4 separate regions of the Sus scrofa genome follow, and all the other regions are linked to region 1. Evidence: chromatin contacts called from public HiChIP or PLAC-seq data. All regions are on one chromosome and are shown on one strand. The core of a region is the stretch at or near the end of the contact, and the rest is flanking DNA. Distances in the headings are between cores, read along the strand shown.

What was found. HiChIP or PLAC-seq counts read pairs in DNA pulled down with a chosen protein or histone mark.
Region 2: an H3K27ac HiChIP or PLAC-seq map of alveolar macrophages shows a contact between it and region 1. The contact joins two enhancer-like sites. A contact is called at or near these places in 2 of 2 datasets of contacts at active chromatin or transcription factors (alveolar macrophages and skeletal muscle).
Region 3: a contact with region 1 is called in an H3K27ac HiChIP or PLAC-seq map of alveolar macrophages. The contact joins two enhancer-like sites. A contact is called at or near these places in 1 of 47 Hi-C or Micro-C datasets (skeletal muscle) and 2 of 2 datasets of contacts at active chromatin or transcription factors (alveolar macrophages and skeletal muscle).
Region 4: an H3K27ac HiChIP or PLAC-seq map of alveolar macrophages shows a contact between it and region 1. The contact joins two enhancer-like sites. A contact is called at or near these places in 4 of 47 Hi-C or Micro-C datasets (fetal heart ventricle, liver, mesenteric adipose tissue and 1 more) and 2 of 2 datasets of contacts at active chromatin or transcription factors (alveolar macrophages and skeletal muscle).

What each region holds. Positions count from the first base shown.
Region 1 is chr2:144,553,684-144,559,528 of Sscrofa11.1, forward strand. All of the region lies in intron 11 of ARHGAP26 (rho GTPase-activating protein 26), which reads left to right. Among named protein-coding and RNA genes, the nearest start is that of ARHGAP26, 260 kb to the left of the region's middle. Within about 2 kb of position 2,823, at least 28 of the 83 cell types and tissues checked have an H3K27ac peak or open chromatin away from gene starts, as enhancers often do. A contact at or near this core is called in alveolar macrophages and skeletal muscle, where this site is marked.
Region 2 is chr2:144,867,779-144,873,224 of Sscrofa11.1, forward strand. All of the region lies in intron 3 of NR3C1 (nuclear receptor subfamily 3 group C member 1), which reads right to left. Among named protein-coding and RNA genes, the nearest start is that of NR3C1, 59 kb to the right of the region's middle. Within about 2 kb of position 1,358, at least 25 of the 83 cell types and tissues checked have an H3K27ac peak or open chromatin away from gene starts, as enhancers often do. A contact at or near this core is called in alveolar macrophages and skeletal muscle, where this site is marked.
Region 3 is chr2:145,031,701-145,037,168 of Sscrofa11.1, forward strand. No RefSeq gene overlaps it. Among named protein-coding and RNA genes, the nearest start is that of NR3C1, 100 kb to the left of the region's middle. Within about 2 kb of position 1,846, at least 5 of the 83 cell types and tissues checked have an H3K27ac peak or open chromatin away from gene starts, as enhancers often do. A contact at or near this core is called in alveolar macrophages and skeletal muscle, where this site is marked.
Region 4 is chr2:144,940,406-144,946,345 of Sscrofa11.1, forward strand. It overlaps a transcript of NR3C1 not described here. Among named protein-coding and RNA genes, the nearest start is that of NR3C1, 14 kb to the left of the region's middle. Within about 2 kb of position 3,701, at least 4 of the 83 cell types and tissues checked have an H3K27ac peak or open chromatin away from gene starts, as enhancers often do. A contact at or near this core is called in alveolar macrophages, where this site is marked.

The DNA of each region.
Region 1 (5,845 bases), core at 1,573-4,072:
GAGGAGATTTGCAAAACATCCTTCTGATGAAGGACTTAGGTCCGGAATGTAGGGAGAGCTCATAAAACTCAGTAATAAAAAGAATAACTCAAGGAAAAAATGGGCAAAAGACTCAAAGAGACACTTGGCGAAGGAAGACTAAGGTTGTCCAGTAGGCACAAGAAAAAGTGCCCAGCATCATTAGTCATCAGGGAAATGCAGCTGAGAACCGTAGGGAGAGACGTCGGGGTACCCAGAGGGGCTCAGATGAAGACCTACAGCAGCAGGGGTTGCCCAGTGCGTGGGGCACTGAGAACTCTCATACCTTCTTGGTGGGAGAGTAAAATGAACATTTGGGAAAAGAGCATGGCCGTTTCTCATTTCATTACAAATTTTTCAAAACAGCCTGTCCCATAATCCAGCAATTCTAGTCCTAGATATTTACACAAGAGAGATGAAAACACATGTCCCCAAAAAGTTGTACGCACAAACCTTCAGAGCAGCTTTCTTTATGATAGTGAAAGGGGGAGCAGCCTGGGTGTCTGTGACCAGGGGAATCGATACACAGTGATAGAGTCAAATAATGCAATAATATTACTCAGCCATAAAAAGGACCAAAGTTGGGAGTTCCCATGCGGCTCAGCGGAAACGCATCTGACTAGTATCCATGAGGATGCAGATTCGATCCCTGGCCTTGCTCAGTGAGTTCAGGATCCGGTGTTGCCATGAGCTGGGTGTGGTGTAGGTGGCAGCTGTAGCTCTGATTTGATCTCTGGCCTGGGAACTTCCATATGCTGCGAGTGCGGCCCTAAACCCCCCCACCCCCAAAAAAAGAGGACTGAAAGGATTCAGGCTGTAACCTGATGACTCTTGAAAATTTTATGCTGAGTGAGACAGGGCAGCCATGGGGAGTGTGCTCAGAACGAAGCCATTTGTAGGATATTCTAGAACAGGCGAGACCAATGGGAACAAACCAGGATGCAGCAGTGTGTATGCAGTGGAGGGTGCGTGTGTGCGTTTGGGGGTGAGATGCAAAGAGGCTGGGAGAGAACTGTCCAAAGTGACGGAAAAGTCTCTGCCTCGATGGGGGTTCAGGGCACATGCTTGTGTGGACCTGTCACCCCTCACGTAAGAATTGTGCTTTCTTGTAGGTAATCTCACCTTGAAAAGACTGATCAAGAAATACTGAACCATAGCAAATGATACACATACTGAAATCTCTAGATGAGAGGTCCTGACGTCACTGTGCGTCTCACTTGAGAATTTATCACAAACTGAGATGCACTGGCGGGTGATAGGCAGATGCCTAGAGATGTGAGCTATAAGGCAAACGGAACAGTCTGTTCACACCTGCAGCATGGAGGTGATGGATTTAAGGGCGCTCCCTGTCAGTTCTTTCTCTTCTCCTGTATGTTGGAATATTTTTCAGGAGTTCCCAGTGTGGCTCGGCAGGTTAAGAACCTGACAGAGTGTCCATGAGGATGTGCCTTTGATTCCTGACCTCGCTCCGTGGGTTAAGGATCTGGCGTTGCCACAGCTGTGGCATAGGTCGCAGAGGCGACTCAGATCTGGTGCAGATGTGACTGTGGGGTAGGCCTGCGGCTGCACCTCGACCCCTGGTGCTGGGACTTGCCTATGCTACAGGTGTGGCCTTAAGAAGAAAAAAGGAAGGAGGGAAGGAGGGAAAAAAGGAAAGAGGCAGTTTTTTCAACGTGAATGCTGGGTGGAGAGGGTGTCACTGTCGTTGTGGCTGGCCTGATCCCAGTCCCCAGTCGGTCTGCCCGTCTCCCCAGGAGTTGGAAGTGGACCACGCACTGCCTGTGATGGAGCGGTGAGGACCCTGAGAGGGAGGCGGGGTATAGCTTCCTGAAGACGAATGCATGATCCCCGGGGAGCCAAAGACCAAATGTTCCTTTTCCAAGGCCCCAGGCTTACCCTCGACCCCCATCACTGTGCAGGAAATCCTGTGGGGCCTTGATAAACCTCCTGGCTTTCACGCTGCGTGGAGACGAGGAGGGGCTCCACCTGAGAACTTCGAAGCTCTGTCGAACGAAAGAGTGCTGGCATCTGCCCTCCTGCTTGGCAGACCCCCTTCTGTTCCTTGGAGACTGTCGGGAAATACAGAGTTCCCTTGTGTCAGAGAGCAGGGGATCCCGTTGCAACAGCTTGGGGTGAGGACATCCAAGAGTGAATATTTCCCTGGCCCCTTGCTGCCTGTGCATGGGTCGGCATCAGGCTCATTCCTAGATTTAGGATAGAGCGAGCATTCCAGGGAGTCCCGCTTTGAGACGTCCATCTAGAAATGCATACTCTGACCTCGTCGTCGTGTGAGACAGGAAAAAGTCACCTGTGCCTGTGTCGGATAAACTTGCCTCTTGCCTCCCAAAGGGGCATTGTGGGCCTTGATGAGAGCAGCGTAAATGCCACTGAAGTCTTCCGGAGGATGGGACGGAGGCGCTGGACGTTGAGGGGGTGGTTTTTGTGCAGTGACTCACTCTCTGGCTGCCCTTCCCCTCGGGCAGGGCCCTGCTCTGGCAGCAGGACCTCACGTGCTTCTACCTCAGCATCACGTACAGTGGACCCAAGAATTGCTCATTTGCAGTTTTCCAAAGCACAGAAGAACAAGGCTCCTTCTTCTGCTGATGGAGCTGTGTCACTTTTTCCAAAGACATGGAGGTGGGGGGGGCGGGGGGAAGAGGGTGGAGGGGGCAGGGGTGGGAGCCCAGAAAGACCTCCTCTGTTGAAGATGGCCGTTTTTCTGTCTGAGCGCTGGGGAGGGAGTCTCTCCGCTCCCCCAAGGAAACCCTGCGCGGATGGGCTAGTGGGTTCACACCCTTTTGAACGTTACATCAGCTTGAAGCCGGGAAGTGTTACAGCCAGGAGAGTCCTCGCATTATGAGCTGGCACATCTTACAGGCACGTCGGCGCACACGCCCTCTGTGTCACTGCTGTGCGTGTGACATCGGGAGAGCTTGTGGTCCTTTCCATTGCCTTTAAATTTTCCTGAAACACTTGATGGACTTGAACATTACTTAGATTTTTTTTTTTTTAATTCCCCTCTTTGGCGTCCCGTTTCTGTTGACCTTGGCTGTGACTCTGATCTCGGGTTGAAAGCTAGGGAAGTTGCTTCTAGGGGTTTTCAGAATTTCTGAATATGAAATGCAAGGAAGTTGCATAATGTGGCAGAGTTTCCTCTTCTTGTTGCTTGCATGTTACCCAAAATACAGTAGTTCCTTCTAGAAGCTTAAAGGAATTTGGCAGGTCTCACCCTCGGATGGTCTATTGTGGCCTTGAGAGTCAGTGTTACCCTGATTTGAGGTCAACTTTTTTTTTCTTGAAGTCAAACAACAAAGCTTCCTGAATTATAACTATGGCAACAGTGTTTAGGTAACAGGCAAATCAAAGTCCTGTGGGGGCAGGGAGTAGCCACAACAGAGAGTGGTTTTAACTGTGCCATCGCCGTGCTTGGGCTTAATTCACCAGGCCTGGGGACACGTTCAAGTAATCAGCCTACCTGCTTGCTGGGTGTCTGGGGAACCGACCCTGTCCACGCTCCAGGAGGAGCTGTTTCACCTTTTCCCGAATATTCTTTCCGCTTCATTCGAGATGGCTCACGGCAGGGCAGTGAGTGCCAGCAACACTCCAAGTGGGAAGTGTCGCTGTAAGAATGAGCTGCTCGTCGGGGTCATTATGACCCGATTCTGACCCACGGAGGAACGCTCGGACAGAAGCAGGGCATCCTGGGTCTGAAGCCCCCTGTCCCTCAGTCAGGAGCGCCTCCTCAGACTGAGTGTGTACCCAGCAGGTGTAAGAGGCCGGTGGAGCCCCGCGGAAGCGAGACGCGGAACCGGCCGTCGGGGATTGACGTGGAAATTAGAGATCATGGAGAATGAAAAGCTCTATCCTGAAGTATTAAATTCTATAAAGTAGGCTGCAGAGCAGAGAGGGGGTCTGAGGGAGGTTGCAGCCATTAAGTAAGGTGGGAACTCGGGGACGGGGGGGTAAGGAGAGGAAATGACATCTTGGAGAGCTTTCAGACATGCTGAAGCGCTTTTGAAACCTCCTGGGACTCCCACCAAGTACTATCCCTGAGCACTGCTCTCCCCTAAGCAAACAGGAATGTGCCGGAACCTACTGAAGGCGCCCAGTGGCAAAGGCCATACCCCAGGCGCCCAGGGCCCGCAGCACCCTCCGTCTGGCACCCTTGCCTCAGCCAAGCCCCTTTCCCTTTGTTTGGAATCTGTCCAGCTCTGGTACAGGTGAGAGGACAGGCTCCCAACAATGAAGCCTCAAATGAAGCTGAATGTGTCACCCCCGGATGCCCTGGGCCCTTTTCTGGACGAAACAGGACTTTGTTCTGTGTGCGGGAAGGACAGTCTCTGCCTTAGCGGCCTCTGGGGAGCTCTTAGCTGGCGGTTCTTTTTATCCAGCTCAACTCTGCCTTCCTGGGACTCCACCCTGGCTTTGATCTCCTGCAGACTAGCAGGTCTCCCCCTTCGTCCACGTCCACGTGGCAGCCCTTTGAGTCTTTGAAGACCGACATTGCGGTGTCCTGAAGGCTTCTCTTCTCCAGCCGGAGCTGGGGTTTGGGGACACATGCATCGGGCAGGAGCAAAATGTCTGATGGGTGAGAGCAGAGACAGGATCCAGCAAGAGCGGGGAGAAGGCCAGTGTCAAGGTCAAATGAGAGGGCAGACCCTGACCTTGGGCAGTAGGAAGGGACATGGGTGAGAGGGGCAGGTTCCAGATCCACGGCAGTGCTAGAGCAGGTGGATCTTGGCCCCGGGTGGGTATGTGGGGTAGAAGGAAGGGCACACTCAGGGGTGACGTGAATGCGCTTTCTTCCAGCCTCTGCTTTGCCGCTTCTTTTTCTTTGTTCTTCGCTCTAGAGGGCCCTATGAAGCTTAACTAGGCTTTTCTCTCATGAACTTTTTTTTTTTTTTGTATTTGCCACAACTCTTGGCTGCAAGCAATAGGAACACAATCCTTTACAGGGATGGATATTGTTGGTTCATTCATGGGAAGAGCGGGGGTGACACAGACGCATTTAGGTTAAAGGCTTCAACATGCCATCAGAAGCCCCTCTCCCTGCATATCTGGGCTCCACCTTGGCCTGTTTTCAGGCTCTGCCTTTGCGATGGCAGAGTCAGCCACGGAACCTCTAGGCCTGTATCCTACTGTCCTAGCAAGACGGAAAGGCCTCATCCCCTAGTTGTGATAGAAAGTGTTAAAAGCCAGTCTCGTTGACTGCCTTTGGCCTGGGGCGAATCACATGCACCCTAGGATGCAAAGTCGGGATCCCCCAGGCAAACCTGAAGATGGAATTGGGCTCAGCCTCCCCAGCCCAAGCAGCATGGGCTTGGTGGTAGGGTGGCTCCCAAGGAAACAGGAACATGCATGCCGAGCAGAGGGAGTGGGAGCAGGCGTTCCGAGCCCTTGGCTGCCCCCGTGTTACTGAGGCATCATCCGGGAGGCAAATCTTTGACAGCCAGAGGCACAAAGCAGCAGGCTATGCTGGAACGAATGGAACAGAAAGTGTGTTTTTCTGTCCACCTTCATTGTCTTAGTCATGTTGAGCAGCAGGCAATTATTTCTGTTCACCAGCCTGCTGGCGTGATGGCCAGCAAGGCTTCCAGGGCCCCCAGAGACTGGCCAGTTGGCTTTGGGAGCGCAGTCGTCTGGTCACGTGTGCTGGGCCATTTTCCAGGAGATGGCTTTGTGTTGAGGTGCCTCTGTTGCCTGGAGGGGCCGGGGGAGGGTGTTGCTCAGCACCGTGAGCTGCAGTTACCCCTCTCTGGTGACCCATGGACTCTTAGTGACCTCATGGACTCTTAGCATCGCTTGCTGTCCATGGTCAGGTGTAGAG
Region 2 (5,446 bases), core at 108-2,607, 310 kb after region 1:
TTTAAAAGTTTATTCAAATGTATTTTAAATTTATTTTAGAAGTCTACAGCTTTTTGAATTTTTAGCACATAACCAATAATAAATTCCTGGGTACCGAAATGTATGGTGGTTTAAATTAGTGCAATATTGTAGTGATAAAAGGATGTTTACAGACATGAGGTTAGAGCTCGTATTTCATGGAAACTAAGGCTAAGGTCAGGCGATGCCCAAAGCAACATACAGTTATCAGAGAGCTAGAATTAGTACTTTTCACCAATAGTCTCTGATTATCTATTTAGCAGATAGAGATTAAAAAAGTCTGACTATATTTAAAAAACGCATGTGAGGTGTTCTAGAAGTCAACATTTTCCTTACTTTAGTAAGATCTTTTGGTGAATTATATAACTAAATATCAGTCAAAACATCCTGAAAATATCAAGTACTGCGGCACTATATATAATGTATATGGACTGTGACTTCAGTGCTTGTCTGTGTACACATTTTCTTAATAAAATTACATAAATTACAGTAAGCAACATAAGCCATCATGTCGTTTCACATTTGCTAAATTTAGCAATGAAAAACAAGCAAGCTTTGGTTTATTTTATTTTTTGTCTTTTTAGGGCCACAACCATGGCATATGTAAGTTCCCAGGCTAGAGGTCAAATTGGAGCTGTAGCCACTGGCCTACACCACAGCCACAGCAATGCCAGATCTAAGCTGCGTCTGCGACCTACACCCCAGCTCACGGCAATGCCGGATCTTCAACCCATTGAGCGAGGCCACGGATGGAACCCAAGTCCTCACGGATGCTAGCTGGGTTCATTATTGCTGGGCCTCAAGGGGAACTCCTGGTTTATTTTTTCATGGTCCATATAAGTATAGATTACTGCAGTTCAATTTAGCATATTTATTAGAAAATTAACTTCTCTCTCTTCTAAACTGGTGTCTGCTAGCATTTCAGAGGCCATGTTGAGACAGGAAAGAAACTATGAAAGCAAAAGTTGTAACATGATTTGTGCCTTAAAAGTGTTGAGGATATTCCTTGGAGTGTAAAAATTTCAAGGGCACCATCGCCAGCACTTTTTTGAGAACAGACAAATGGTAACTACGGTAGTAGGAAACTTGCAGCCTGCAAGCTTTGAATTTGATATGTAATTATGATCAAATAATAGTAATTTTTTCTGAAATAATCTGCAGAAGATTTAAAAACAAAACCAACACTATTCTCACAAACTAATTTTAAACATTCTATCAAAGTTTATATCTTCACAGAATTATTACAAAACTTGTAACTAAACCAAATCCTTTCCTTAAGAGAGCAACACTGAAGAGTCAGCCATTCGAGTGTTTTAAAAATGAGTTCTTATGTAAGCAGTTAGTTCTGTGTGCAGGAAACAGAAACCTGCTGAATACCAGTGCAGATCTGACATTCTCGTCCAGCGACAGCTCTGAAGAGAACTGGAGCTTTTGAAGATAAAGCCCTCAATTTGAAGTGTCAAAGTATTTTTTAGACTTGTTACTGTCAACAAAAATCATCACTTCAAAAAAAACTTAGTAACTCAACAGTTCAACAAACACAGGCACCCCTCGTTTTACTGTGCTTTGCACTGTTGCGTTGTGCAGACACGGTGCTTTTTACACGTGGAAGCCTTGTGGCAACCCTGCGTCAGCAAATCTCTCGGTGCCGTTTCTTCTGACAGCATCTGCTCGCTTCACGTCTGTGTCACATTTTGGTAACCCTCACACTCTTTCAAACTTGATCCTATTTGCTGTGGTGATCTGCCATCAGTGAGTCATCTTGCATGTTACCACCAAAACTCAGTGAAGGCTCAGGTGACAGTTAGCATTTGCTTTTAGCAACAAGGTATTTCGTTTATTATTTGGCCACACCCTTAGCATGTGGAAGTTGCCAGGCCAGGGATCAAACCCATGCCAGAGCCCCGACCCAAGCTGCGGCAGTGACGTCAGAGGATTCCTAACCCACTGCAGCGCAAGAGAACTCCTCGCAGTAAGGTATTTTGAAATTAAGGTAGGCATTTTTAAAGACATAATGCTACCACACATTTAACAGATTACAGTATAGTGTAAACAGAACCTTCATCTCACTGGGAAACCAAAAAATTCGTGTGACTCACTTTATTGCTGTGGTCCGGAAATGAACCTGCAATATCCGAGGTGAGCCTACACAGCTACATAAAACTGCAAGGTTTTGATGGGGGTGGGCAGCCGAAGAAAAGGAATGAATAAAACAGTAACTTTGACAAAATTTTCACCCACAGTTTAAAACAGAGCAGAAAACATCTGCCACTGGCCAAAATATGAATCACAAAATTGTTACTTTAAGGACTAGTCATTAATTTCTAGCATAAATATGTTTCATTGCCAATAAATGGTTCTCCCAGATGAATACAGAAAGCTGGCATGTTTTTACGATAGTAAAACAATTCACAGCAATGTAGATTGTTACCTATTAGGCAGACAGTCAATACCTGAGCTTAGCTGTACCAGGCTTCCTTTAAGAGTGCTAATTTTGGTTTTTTACTTATCCATCACTTTCTATAAGGACTACAGACTAGATTGTAACAACTGCGCCATAAGAATTAGGAGTACTGAGCGGAAGACAGACTCTTTCAAAATTACAATGCAAGTGGCTGGCAAAAGTCTGTCTCGCCTAAGAAGGAAGCGCGCCTCCCTTCCCCCAAAAGGGGGCAAAGGGCGATAATAGCATCTGAGCACATCCTGTTTGAGATTTTAGTTCTTCTCATAGTGCCCCAAAGAGGTCATATAAAGGAAAACTTTCCTGTTATTTCTGAAATGTGGCATAAGCCTGGAAAGACTAAGAAATAGTGGTTAAGAGAAACGGATTCGACAGAGAACCGGAGGGCTCACACTTTTCGTGCCACAGCCGTGGGTGGGTGAAATGGTCACTTACCAGACCCTATTGTGGGACGGAGGGTCCCACTGGGAAGAGAAAGCAAACTGCCTCCCGCCCTGCTGGCATCAACCAGTCCACATGTGCAGGAGCGCGTCTCCTGCCAGGGTGGTTCTAGGTGTGGACGTGCCTCACTTCCCATTCATGGAGAAAAGGAAAACCACCAGCTCGGGACACCTCTGAGCCCCGCGCCGAGGGGACTTGTCACTGTGTCCAGAAAAAGCCCGAAACTGCTTTTTCCTGGTTCTTCTCTTTACGTCTGATCCACAGTCCTCAAGATTACTGCTACATTTAGAAATACACAACTACATAAAATAAAAAGTAATTTGCCAAATAGAGCTAAAGTGGAAGATACTTTTCAAATTAGAAACATGCTATTCAGTGAAAAATTTGCAAAACACTGGAAAGTTTAAATTAGGGGGGAGAAAAGCCATCACAGTTTTGTCAGAGAAAACCCAGCAAACACTTTTATACAAATCCCTCATCTTAAAAAAAATCCTAGCTATTTATTTGGGGGTTAACACTATAGATGCCCGTTTTATATCTAGTTTTAAATGTGAGGCACTGTTCGGCTGCTGTTCATCACTTAACGTTTTAAGAAAAAGTCGTATATGTCAATACATCATCTTTTATTACATGACTACTCGATGGTTGAAAAGTACAGCTTAGCCATTGCCTCATTATTGGTCATTCTTTGCTTTTCCGCCATTATAAATACCACTGCATAAACCCCTTTGCAAATGTCTGATGCATTTCAGTACTCAGTCCATTGAGGACATATCAATGAAGTCCTAACTTTATTTTTTATTTATCTTTTAATTTTATGGCTACACCTGGCCAGGGACTGAAACGGAACCGCAGCTGCAACCCGAGCCACAGCCGTGGCAATGCAGGATTTTTAACCCACTGTGGGCCAGGGATCAAACCCATACCTCTGCAGTGCCCCAAGCCGCTGCAGTCAGATCCTTCACCCACTATGCCATGGAAGGAACTCCAACTCCTAATTTAAATCATTAAAAAATATCTCACATGTGATGGTACAGTCTGTGCTACTCGGAGCCTGTACTTCTGCTCACATGATACTCCTTCTAGCCATATACTGTTTGAAGTATACCTGAGCTTGAAAATAAAATGACCAGACAAATAGAGTTTTGATTAAAGATGATATTTTTAACACAAGCTACTCTGTCATCTTCCCCTGGAGCCCAGTAAAATGAGAGGAATGCCACTTGTCTTAAAAGGCATAAACTGCTAAGGATAAAGGCAAGAGAAGTGACATTTTGTCAAATTTCCCACAGTAACGCAGAGGCGGGGAGGGTGGAGAGAGAGAATAACCACCAACATTTTGCACTGGATTAGGTGTTCTGGGGTCTGCTGAAGAAGCAATCTAATTACTATGACATAACTTCCAAAAGGCCCAGAAACCAAGGATAAAAGGAGGGGTCAAAATCAGGAAGACAGGTCTGTTGAAGAACATTTACAGGTTTCATTTTTTATAGAAATGGCAGCCCAGGTTGTAGGGGCCAACTTGGCTGACCAAAACAAAATGCTGGCTAAAAACTATTTTTGAAAAATCTTAAAAGCACCAGTGAGCTGACAAAGTGATACAGGACTTAGCTAAAATCTAAGAAAACGCACCCTAGCCACTGGTGCTCTGAGAATATTTACGAATTGAGATAAATTTGGGTTTCAAAAAAAAAAAATGGACAAAACACTCATAGATCCTTTATAAAACAGGAGCACCGAACAGCCAGTATAAACATGGAAAGTTTTATCAACCTGGTTAGCAATCAGGGAAATGTAAGTTAGAACTCATGAAATACCGTTCATTACACACCCACCAGACTGGCAAGAATGAAACAGTTGACAAGTGGAAGGGACTGCGTTTAAGCAGTACATTGCTTTTAAAGACAGCGCGGCATTTCCCAGTGAAGACAAGAACGAGACTATCCGCAGAGACAGCAAGTGCACCACTTGACCCACACCGAGAAATTACTCTGTATGTATACACGGTTAAAAGTATGACAGTGAGGACGACAGTTATTTTTTGTAGTAAACCAAAACCAAGAACTACCCAAATGCTCACAGTGATGGAATGGGTATAGAAACAGTGGTACAATTCAAAGCAAGAACACGGATGTATTATTGTTAAGTGTAATAACACGGATGAATTTCAGAATGCAGAGTGAAAGAAAGAAGACAAAACAATGCACCTAACAGCATTCTATTCATTTAAGTGAAAAACACGCGATCTGGGCTATGCTGTTTCAGGGTGTATATGTAGGCAGCAAGAAAAGCAAGAAAATAATGACCCAAATTGTCTGCATCGCGTCACCTCCAGGGAGGGGGGCAAGACGGGCATGTCCCCTGGAAGGACACGCGAGACCAAGGCGCTTGGCAGCCTTCTTTTTCTTTCCCGGGTAGTAGTTACACAAGTGCTAGTTTTATAATTAGTCATTACATTGTATATACATGTGTTCTGTTTATTCTTATATAAGCTCTGTTTCACTGCAATTTAAAAAAAAGGTTTGA
Region 3 (5,468 bases), core at 596-3,095, 480 kb after region 1:
GTGATTTATCCCAAACTTACTGTCAACAGGTCCCAACATCCTTGACTAGCAGTTTAAGGTTTATAGAGCAGTGATCCTTACAGGAGGAGGTATGATCTATTTTACTGATAAGCAGAGGCTCCCGCAGGTAAAGTTACTTTCCCTGAGGTCACACAAGTCACAGAATGCCTCAAACCCTTCTGTGAGAACATCTCTTCAGGGCTCGAAGAAGCCCCACGCCCCCATGCTTGCATTCTTAGTTATTTGGCTCAGGGATGGCTACCTGGTTGGAGCTGGACTGTTAACAGGATCGCTTTGGAATGCTTTCAGGACTGGAAACTGGCTCTGATTTCTTAGAATTCACCTCCATGCATAAAAAGTGAGACTCCAAGTCTAAATATTATTTTCGGAATGTGTTACTCTTACAGAGCTGGTGTGCACAGGTAACCAGAGATGCGAATGCCTTCTGTAGAAATTGGCGTGTTTCTCTTATTCTGTGCTCACACCTTACCTATATCCCTCCCCTGGTAAGCATTTCCATCCTGGCCCAATGCCACTGTGGCTAAGGTTCTCCATGCCTTTTCTTCTGTCTCCTGTTTCTGTCTCTCCACATTCAGCCCAACCTTTTCCTTCCTTCTTCCCTTCAAGCAGTTGTGTCCTACCACATCTCTTATTAGGAGGTAAGAAATTAAATTCTTTTCTAAATAATATGTACTCATTTTGCCTATGCATCTTCCTCTAGCCATATCTACGAAAGGAAAGCAATGGGGAGGAAAACACTCTGAGTTCCAAGAGAGGGAAAGATTTAACAAACAAATTGACTGCAAGTTATTAGGGATTGATTATATTTTCCTCCTGTGGCTATTAGTGGGTTTAAGGTAATTTTCACAAAAGGCAGAATTCAAGCATTAGGAGGAGAGATAGCTGTCTCTCTGGCAAAGAAGGGACAGCACCTGGGGCTGGGCTTCTCTGCATGTGCACAGGATTAGCCTTTGTGTAGAAACCAAAAGTTTATGCAATAACTTGGGTGGATCTTGTAATTTCATTCCTGAAGTGTGCAACAAACTTTTTCTCCTGAGAAAGCCTACATTTGAATGACATATTTGAGATCACAAGAGCCCTCAAATTTCAATTTTAATTAGCTGAAACAATCTGACATTTTTTGGTGTAGAAGCTGTGAGGCTTAATGATTATTTTCATCTCCAGAATAGTCTTTAGGAAAAACAAAATAGTTAAGGTAATTTCCATAAAGACTCACGTTCATGGCAGCAAACCGCATTGATAATTAAACCCATTTGGAGAGATGGGTATGGAATTCAACTAACATCTTGTTTCTCTGCAGGAAGCATTTCGATATCTCCCATATCGCTGACTGTCACTTGGGACTAAGAAAATTTTAGAATGTAAGAGGAAGATGGAAGAAGCTTCTTGGAAGCAAATAAAATAGCCTATTAGGTCACGGTGATCATGCAAGGAGTCCCTGTGGGTTTTGCATTGAGCTTGGCTTTATAGAAAATACAGATTGAGGCAATTAGTCCTTTCCAATTTTAAGCAAGCAGTAGCAATGGGAAGTATGCCAGGAGGGATGATTAAGGATTAAACAGCATGGGAACTTCATCAGAAGCTCCTCAGTTTTGTTGCCAGCACCTGATCTTTCTACATCAGCACCTCCTTGATTATGGAAGGTGGGGGTGCTTCTCCTGGACCCCACCCCTTAGCCCACTTACCGCTCAAGGGAAAGTTATGGAAGAGAAGGATCCTGTCTCCACCAGCTTCTAAGAGGGAACACAGCCAAGAGAGGCAGGAAGAAGCATGCTCACTTCCAACCTTTTTGGCAAGCTCAGGGGGAGCAAAAGCCATTGCCAATTCTATTTTTTAATACAGATTCAAGCAGGGTTGTGTCTACACATGCAAAGGGAAGTGCACAGTGCTCTGTGTTAAACAGCATAACACCTTTTTTTTAATTAAAAAAAAAAAGAAGCCTAAGCCTTTGCCCGACCATCCAGGTATTCGTTTTCCATATGGTTGGTCCACACGGCAGCGTGAGTCTGGAGAACCGCAGTGTCTCCTGCGGTCATAGGCAGGGGACCCAGTTGCATACCGCTCACCCCACCTATCACAGGTGGGCCAGGCACCAGCACCCGTAAAGGAACTCTCTTTCCTTCTGGAAATAAAGTTGAGCTCCTAGGTCTGGCGAACCTTGACATGCGAGGCACTTTGGTGCTCAGAGTTGGAGAGCCATCAAGGGAGAGGAAGATAACAAAGGGGAATCAGTGGGGGATAAATTAGGAGTTTGGGATTGACATATACACACTATTACATGTGAAATAGATAACCGACAAGGACCTACCTATAGCACAGGGCGCTATACTCAATATTTTTCAATAACCTATAGGGGAAAATACTCCGAAAAAGAATACATAATACAAACATGCATATATAACTGAATCACTGTGCTGTACACCTGAAACTAACACGGTATTGTAAATCAACTCTACTTCAATAAAACAAAAAAAGAAGAGGGAGGAGAGAGAGAGGAAAAGAATACTCGAGTCCCAATTCTCTCTCTAGCCTGGGAAGAGTTCCCACAGCCTGTTCCCCAATGATATTTAAAAAGTCAATTTGACATTTTCCATGAAAATTCAGACTCAACAGATCATACAGAGAGAAACACTGATTTATTTAGTTTGTACTACATTTTAACAGCCTTTTTATATTCTAGTTTTTTTTTTTTCTTCCCTTGGCTGCACTCATGGCCTATGGAAGTTCCCTGGCTGGGGATTGATCCTGCAAAGGCAAAGCCAGATGCTTAACCTGCTACACCACAGAGAGAACTCCTATTCACTGAAAATGTACCCTGGTCTGATGCCATCTCAAATAATGTCGCAATAGGCATCCTTATCCGTGGGCCTTTATATACTTGCTCAAGCTTCAGTCAAATTCTTAGAAGTGAAACTGATGGTCAAAGGGCGTTTGTCTCTTCTGAGTGTTCTGCCATGCTCAGCTGTGCCTGCTGAGTACACCGTGTGTGTTAAACAGGAGGCAGCACAGCACTGCCATCACTACAGCTTTGCCATCAGCCAGTGCCAGCTCTGCACCTCAGAGCCTGCGTGACCTTGTGTAAGTTATTGACCTTTCAAAACCAGAGTTTGCCATCTATTGACTAGAACAACACTAATCGCATATGAGGTCGCCATGGGCCAGGTACTGTTTTAAGTGCTCCGTTCATTTACTTCTCAAATAACCTTATGAGGTAGGTGCTATTCATATCTCCTTTTAGAGATGAGGAACTAGGCACAGGGAGGGCACTCAGTTTACCAGGATCACACAGCTAAGGAAGTAGTGGGGTCACTTTTCCCCCCAGGAAGCCTGGCTCCAGAGCCTATTTTTTAAATGTCCTTCTAGGGAAGGTGATGACAAAATATGATAATGAAAACAGAGGATGATATGATAATGATAATGATATATGATATTGAAAACAGAGGACAATATGCAAGTAGGTGGGGAGGTGAGAGAGAGAAGGAGAAAGAGAGAGAGAATTTAGCGTGGTATGTGGCCCTCGGTGACTTCATGCAGCCTGGCAAGAGCAGAGGTATAATGCAAAGCCTTTCTTCAAGGCACATCCCTTAAGAATGAACAAGCTGGCCTGATGGATTTCCTTAAGATTTCATTTTTATGAAGAGGAAGCCTGGGAACAGAGAAGCATGTGACTCTGGAGATCTGTTAAATCTTTTAGCCCAGAAACCAACAGAATCACAGGAATTCATACATTTCTTAGACTGGGAATTAATGGCACTGATGAAGGAAGTTGTAATGACCATGAAAGATGAACCTTCCAGCTGAGGAAGCCAAAACGGGGGGTGGGGTGGGGTGGGGTGGAGCTAGCTATGGAACACGACCTTGGCTGGGAACAGCGGACTGTCAGGCTGGACCATCTGGGGAAATTCTTTCCGATCAAGTAAAGTGTGATATTCCAGAAGGGACGGGCGGGGCTCCTGAAGAGAGAGGCAGGTTGTTTCAGGTTAAGTGCTTGACAGGCATCATCTCATTTAACCCTCACAACAGTTGTATCTGAGGTAAAAAGTTTTCCCTGTTTGACCAGTGAGGAAACTGAGGTGCAAAGAGGTGATGTGACTTGCCCAGGAATCTGCTCGTACACTTCACAGTCAGCCTGAAGAGAAGGTACACACTCCTTAGTCGCATAGAGAGCCTGGTCAGGATGACACTGATGGGGGTTTGTCAGGCGGGTAAGGGAGTAGCAGACCTCATAGCTTAAGCCTCCGTGTTGTCATCTGTGAAAATGGGTATAGGTATGGTATCTAACGCACAGGCAATTCACATAGAACACTGAGCACAGTGGCTGGTCCATGGCTGAGCACTGGAGAGATACATTAAGAACCAGACTGTGCTGACTCTTCTTCTTTTTAGAAAACTGGTATCAAAAATCACAACGGTTAAGATTAGGCCCCTTATATATAGACTGCAACTCCTTTTATTGGAATGAGTCTCCAAGTGCCTTTTGCCCAGGAAGTGGAATAAACATAGCATAGAGACCATATGTCATTAGTTCTAATGAAGCCAAGACCTTTGTTATGAACTGAGTATTTTTATCAGCAACTTGCCTGACTCCATGTCACTTCAGAACTGCCCCCTGTGGGACTGAACTGTCCCATCTACAGAAGAAGGATCCAACTCTAATTTCTAAATTATTTCTAAACTGAGAAATCTAAGGAAAATTCTAAAAATAGTCACCCTAGCAAACACAATAAACCCTTGCTTGGCTCTCACTGATAAAAGAGTTTGTCCTTGGAGTTTCCATTGTGGCTCAGCAGTAACAAACCCAACTAGTATCCACGAGGACGTGAGTTCAATCCCTGGCCTCGTTCAGTGGGTTAAAGATCCAGCATTGCTGTGAACTGTGGTGTAGGTCGTGGCTGCAGCTGTGGTGTAGGCTGGCAGATGCAGCTCTGATTTGACCCTTGGCCTGGAAACATCCATGTACCACAGGTGTGGCCCTAAAAAGCCAAAAAAAAAAGTTTGTCCTGGGGTTAAAAGCCTGAGTTACAGAATTTTCTTTTTAAATAGTGTTTCATCATAAATGATGATAGCAGTTACTGCTTATGAGCTCTAGGGCTCAGCCTGGGCCATGCACCTACCACACACCAACTTTAGTCCTCTCAGCAGTCCTGTGGAGTAAATCATGGTGTTTGCTCACTCTTAATAAAGAAGCTGAGGATCTCAGAGAAAAGTGACTTGCTAGATGTAACAGCTTCTCTGTTATCCCATTTTCCCCAAACTTTGCTATAACATATCTATGTATTGTGAAGTCCCTGTAAATAGCTGGAAGGAAACAGCCAAAAGAGTCCTGTAACGGATTATTTAAAAATTATTCTATGTAGAGCTACAGTTTTTATGGTACAGCATGATGACATGGGGTAAGTGGTTTCCTGGCTTAGTCCAAACCCCAGGCCTTCTCAGTGACGTGCCAT
Region 4 (5,940 bases), core at 2,451-4,950, 390 kb after region 1:
AGTGGGTTAAGGATCCGGCGTTGCCATGAGCTATGGTGTAGGTCATAGACGTGGCTTGGATCTGGCGTGTCTGTGGCACAGGTTGGCGGTTACAGCTCAGATTTGACCCCTAGCCTGGGAATTTCCATAGGCTGCAAGTGCAGCCCTAAAAAGCAAAAAAAAAAAAAAAAATTTCAACTAGTGCACCAATGAATTGACTATTGCTTTGCAGAAGCAGTACCGCTAATTAATTGGAGCCCTTTCAGTTGATGTAGTGATGTTTACAACTTTTAGACTGATTCATAGTCTTTCCCAAAAGAAACTTGTCATGCTGGCCAGTGACTCCAGTGACCACGATGGGGTATAGAAGTTACTACGAGCCTCTGTCTGCTTATTTTGCTCCTTCGGTCTTGACAAGCTGACTGTCACACAGACATCTCCAGACCGGGCACTGGGCAGGCAGGAAGCCAGAACCAGTAATAGAAGCAGGAGGCACTCCATGAATACTTGCTGATTAATTTTAGCTCCATAGGCCTGATGGGTTTTCCATCCCTATAATTACCATCAGCAAATAGTTATTGAATGATGTCCAGCATATTTTTATTCCTCTTTCCTTGGTCCTGATATTCATTTCCTATTTTATCTCTCTATGATTTCACCACATGTGTTTCTGTTCATACGCCCAGAAGAGCCCCCTTGAACTGTTTCAGATTGCTCAATTTTATTCCACATCTATCTGTCTGTCTATCTATCATCTATCTATCTTTCTACCTACCTACCTATCCATCTATCTAAATTTAATTTTATTACAAAGAGGTTGAGTCCTCTCTGGCATTAGTGAGGGCATAAATTGTGAGGGGGGTAAAAAAAGAAGCAAAAGGTTATCAAGTGGCTATTCTGTTACCACATTCCACATATGCCTTACAAGCCGGTCTTTTTTATTAGAAATAATGCCTAATAAGGCTGTAAGTCTTGGCTGGGTCACTCTTTAGGACAAAAGGAGTGCAGTGAGAAGTGAGGGTGTGAGTTGCAAATGTGAGCAGTGGGGAAAGATTTTCCAGAGGGAAGACTGGGGGAGCCCAAGAAAAAGGACTGTTTTTGGGTGGAAGGCATTAAAAGAATGATACATGATTTTAGATATTACTTCCATCTTTAAAAACACTTTAAAATAATATAAGCTAAAATACATACTCATTTGTAAAAATCCAAACATACAGAAGGCAGAAATGCATATTTTAAAAAGTAAAAAGTCTCCTTCACTTGATCCTATTTTGTGGGAGGAACAATTTTAACAAGTTGTGTGCATTCTTCCAGACCCTTTCTGTCTATGCATGCACACGCATCTTGTTTCTTTAAAAAGTGGGATTTTACTACACATTTTTTTTCAACTTTATTTGTTAAATGTTTTTGGACATCTTTCTGTGTCAATATGTTCAGGTAATACCAGCATAGTTTTCTATTATTTGGCTATATCATAATTTATTTAACCTTCCCCTTATTGGTGAATATTTAAGTTGTTTCCAATTTTTCACACTTGCAAGCCACACTGCGATGAATATCTTTGTACCTACATCTTGATACACCAGTGTGAAAAGGAACAATTCTATTTCTGTAGTATAGAACTAGAATTGCTCAGGCGAATGGAATTCATACCAGTCGGTAAGCACCCAATGTGCCCCATTAGTGGGCTTATTTAAAAAACTGCTTGTCCATTACCAACTCATTTTCTCCTTACATCTTCCTCGAGGCATTCTCGAAAAATTCCATTAGAGCAGGAGTCACGGATGGCCATGTAGAACAGGCTACCTGAAGAGCCCTCATGTCTCGCTTACGGATCCAGTTTGACTGACTCCATCCTTACATTAACTGTATTATGAATTCAAGAGGATTGGTTTGCATATCAACTGGGAAGAGTACTGGCAAGGGATCAGTGCTTGTGCTGATCCATCTCCATCCTATGAGAGTATCTGGTATGTCTTCTTTGATGCCCAGATGGGGGCAGATATTGTTGGTGCCAGCCACGCAGGTGGTACTGGAGCCTCAATTTCCCTTTGGAAAACTATCCTCTTCCCAACTCTTCCATCTATTTATGGAGGGATTAACCCCATCCCAACTCTAGAGATGGGGCAGGCTCAGCCTTAGTTCCGAAATGGGTGTGGGTACACGGCAGGTACCAATGAGCTTTCAATCTAGGCCTTCAGGGAATATTCAGATATTTGCCCCTTTTTCAGCAGGAGTAGCTAGACTGGCAAAATGCCAGCTTGGAACAGCTGTGTTCTACCACTTAGAACCTTTATAGAAAGAAGGATCTAGATCTAGAGAGATGCCCAAATATATCATCTGCATGTCTAGATCCTCCGACTGGGCAAATTCTTTTTCTTTTCCTCCAGCCAAGCGGCGTTAGTGCTTTAACTCTTGCATCTGAAAGGGTCCTGACGTAAGAAGAAAGGTCTAAACCACAGGACACTGCTCCTTCTGGAAGAGAGAGTCAGGCTGAGGTTACTAGGCATCCAGGGTGACCCCCAAGGAGAAGCAGAAGCCGGAGAGAGAAGCCAGCTGAACACCTAAAAATAAACTTTACCTGCTTCGTGAGTTGGCTAGAGTTTCCTCCCGTTAATGATTAACTAGGTGAGACGGTCAAACTCCTTTATATAAAATACATGTCCGTAAGTGAGAACATCAGCCTTCAGTTAATTCACTCACGCTGGCTACATCTGCCTCAGATTTCCAGTTTTTAAATGAATGTAGAAATGAGTTCTTGATTTTAGGTTGTGCTTTAAAGGAAAATATAAAGCCTGGTAATCTTCCAAAAGAAATATCTTATCGAGTTTCTCTTTAGGAAAGCCTAAATTATTACTCTACCTTCCATATTGATCCAGTATTTTATTTATTTATTTATTTTCTCTCTCTCTCTCTCTCTTTTTTTTTTTTTTTTTTGTCTTTTTCTACAGCCACTAGGGGTCTAATTGGAGCTGTTGCCCCCTTGCCACCACCACAGCAACAAGGGATCTGAGCCGTGTCTGCAACCTACACCACAGCTCACGGCAAAGCCAGGTCCTTAACCCACTGAGCGAGGCGGGGATCAAACCCGCAACCTCATGGTTCCCAGTCAGATTCGTTAACCACTGAGCCACGACGGGAACTCCTGATCCAGTCTTATATTTTGTGTTTATTTTGTTTATAGCAGACTTGACAATACATTAACTTAATACAATATCTGTAAATATGACCTAGTGAAGTATATATTAAAATATTTTTATATTTTATGATATTCGTGTTTTTGAAACTCAAACTTGATAGTTGAAGGAAAACCTCCAATAATATGAAAAAACCAATCCCTCAGTTGAATTAAATCTCCAAAACTTATACCAATGTTGGCACTGTTTTGCATATGTAAGCTTTACCCTTTCATCTGTAGCAGGGGAGTAGGGCCTGGTGGCAAATGGGAATAGCATTAGCTGGATTCAGTAAACACTGATTGGGTTATTAATAGCTCCAGCGCTGTTTGAAGTAAACGGGAGACTCTACCTCTTAGGAGGGATGTGTCTTTAGGCAAGTTAGTTAACCTCTCTGAATCTTGGTTTCTTATCTGAAAAAAACAATAATAGCATTTGCTTCAAAAGGTTCTCACACAAATTAAACAAGCTGTCCTATGTAAAGGTTTAGAAGAGTCTCTGACATTCATAAGTGCGGTTATGTTACGTGATGTCGTCATTAAGCCCTGTACTCATGACTGACAGTGTAAGAAACCACTAAGTCATAACCCCGGCAGAAAGTGAGGCGAACATGCAGCCGTACACCCATCAGAAAGAACATACACACACACACACCCACACACCCACACCCCACAGAGGCATGGGCTACACTAGCTTCCTTCAGACTGAACCAGCGTTCTCCTTACATCATGGATTGTGGAATAAGACTCCTCGAGCACCTGCTGGGGATTCTGTAAAAGAAATTCAGGCACCAGCAGGAAATTTGCACGAGGTGATTTATCAGTCTCCTCAAAGCTTTGGGGTTCTGTAATTCTATAAGCACACAAGTTACAGACCGCAGTGGGATTTTATCCTTATGAAACCCAAGAGGACTGCCGATTTTTCCACCTCCAGCTGAGCATGCTCACAGAAAGAGACATTTAAAAGCAGAGAAGTCGATCACATGCTCTTTAACCAGCAGAATTCCACCGCCAAAAGAAATAAAAGCACGGAGAAATGGAATGATTTGATTGGAGTCTCACTGCTTTTCCAAGGAACTAAAATGAACATGCACGCTTTCCTAACTCCTAGCCGAGTCCTCTACACAGTAAACATAGTGATATATAATCTTCCAGTGTCAATATTTACCTTTTATGAATTTATGGCTGGCCGCGTGTCAACCTACAAATTCGTTTGTTTACCTACATCGGTGTCATCAAAACCCCTGCGCCTCACTATCGACGTTTCTATAACACGGTGGACAAAGCTCTGAGCAGGGGGACAGGGGACCGCCGCTTGGCTTTGGCTGTAGGGCTCCCTTCTTTGCATCCCCCCACCCCCAGTTACATGCTCTTGGGTAAGTTTCTTGCTCTGTTTTCAACGGTCTTTGTCTTCTCAGATCCCTGGCCTTTCACGCCTCATCTGTTTCAACCCACACAGAAGTAACTCTGTCCTTCTCCTTAACTCCAGCTACAAAGCTTTTACTCGACAGTCCATGTGAACTGGGCTCCTAGGGTGGGGCCTATAGGTGAGGCACGGAGGATGCAGATAAATAAGACAAGCCTCTGACCCTCAACTCTCCCAGTGAAGAGTCAGAAGCCCAAACAGATGGTGCGGTCACAGCACATCCAACAAGCACGCTGTGTACAGGGAGTGGCAGGAGCTTAAGGAGGTCCGAGGGTAAGGTCAGGGGTCAGGGAGCGTTCTGGGGGAGCCAGGCTGACACTGAAAGGATGAGCTGGTGTCAAGGAGGGTCAGTTATAGATACAATCCGAGCCTCCAGGAGGAGATAAAGCTCATGCTGAGAGGGAGAAACTGGCTTGGACTTGGGCAGAACGAGAAAGAACGCATTTAGCTGTGTGATCCTGACCTGGTCACCTCAGTTTTCCCAATCTATTAAATAGGCATAAGCATCGAATTCCCTCTCGGGGCGGTTGTGAGGATTCAGGGAGATTCTTTATGCTAATTTCAGCACAGAGCTTGACACTAATAACAGAGATAGTCATAGTTAATAGCAACACGAGCCATCGTATCACCAACTCACTAACACCAGGAATGTAAGGGCTCCAGTGCTTCCAAGGACTCAAACACAGTCATACCCCACTCCCTGATATATTGTGTTTATAAATGTTTTTAGGGGTAACACCCACGTAGTTGAAGCACTGTTAATTAAGAAGCACACATTTCAGGCAATGCCTTGAAGACATCATCAAGGAGCCATGAACTGACATGGTTTTCCCTAGATCAGCAGTTGTCGGCTGTCATCTTTGCCCAGGGGACATGTGGCAATGCCTGGTTATCACAGCTGGAAGGGGGACTCTCCCTGGCTCCTGGCGGGTCGAGGCCAGAGAAGCTGCTAAATACCCCACAATGCACAGGACAGGCTCCACCGCGAAGAATTATCCAGCCTAAAGTGTCAACTGTGTGAGGCTGGGCGGTCACGACCTGGAGGTTCCCCACGCACTGCTTGCTCTCAGGCCCCATCAGGAAACACAGCAAAGTGATGTTTCTAAAGATCCTCCGTTCAGCTGCAAAAGCATATCCTCCAGACCTTTTACACATGTTAACGTCTCCGGAAACCCAAGTTCTTCAGAGCCCCCGGTAGCACCATTGAAACTTTTCTTCTACCCAAATAATGGTAATTTAAAAAATTATTTTCCCCTAGCTGGATAACTCAGAACAAATACCTTCTTTTCTGGATCGTTGTTTTAATGAAATTTACCAAAAAGAGACGCAATTAGCCCCAACGTGGGAGTCTTGGAGATTT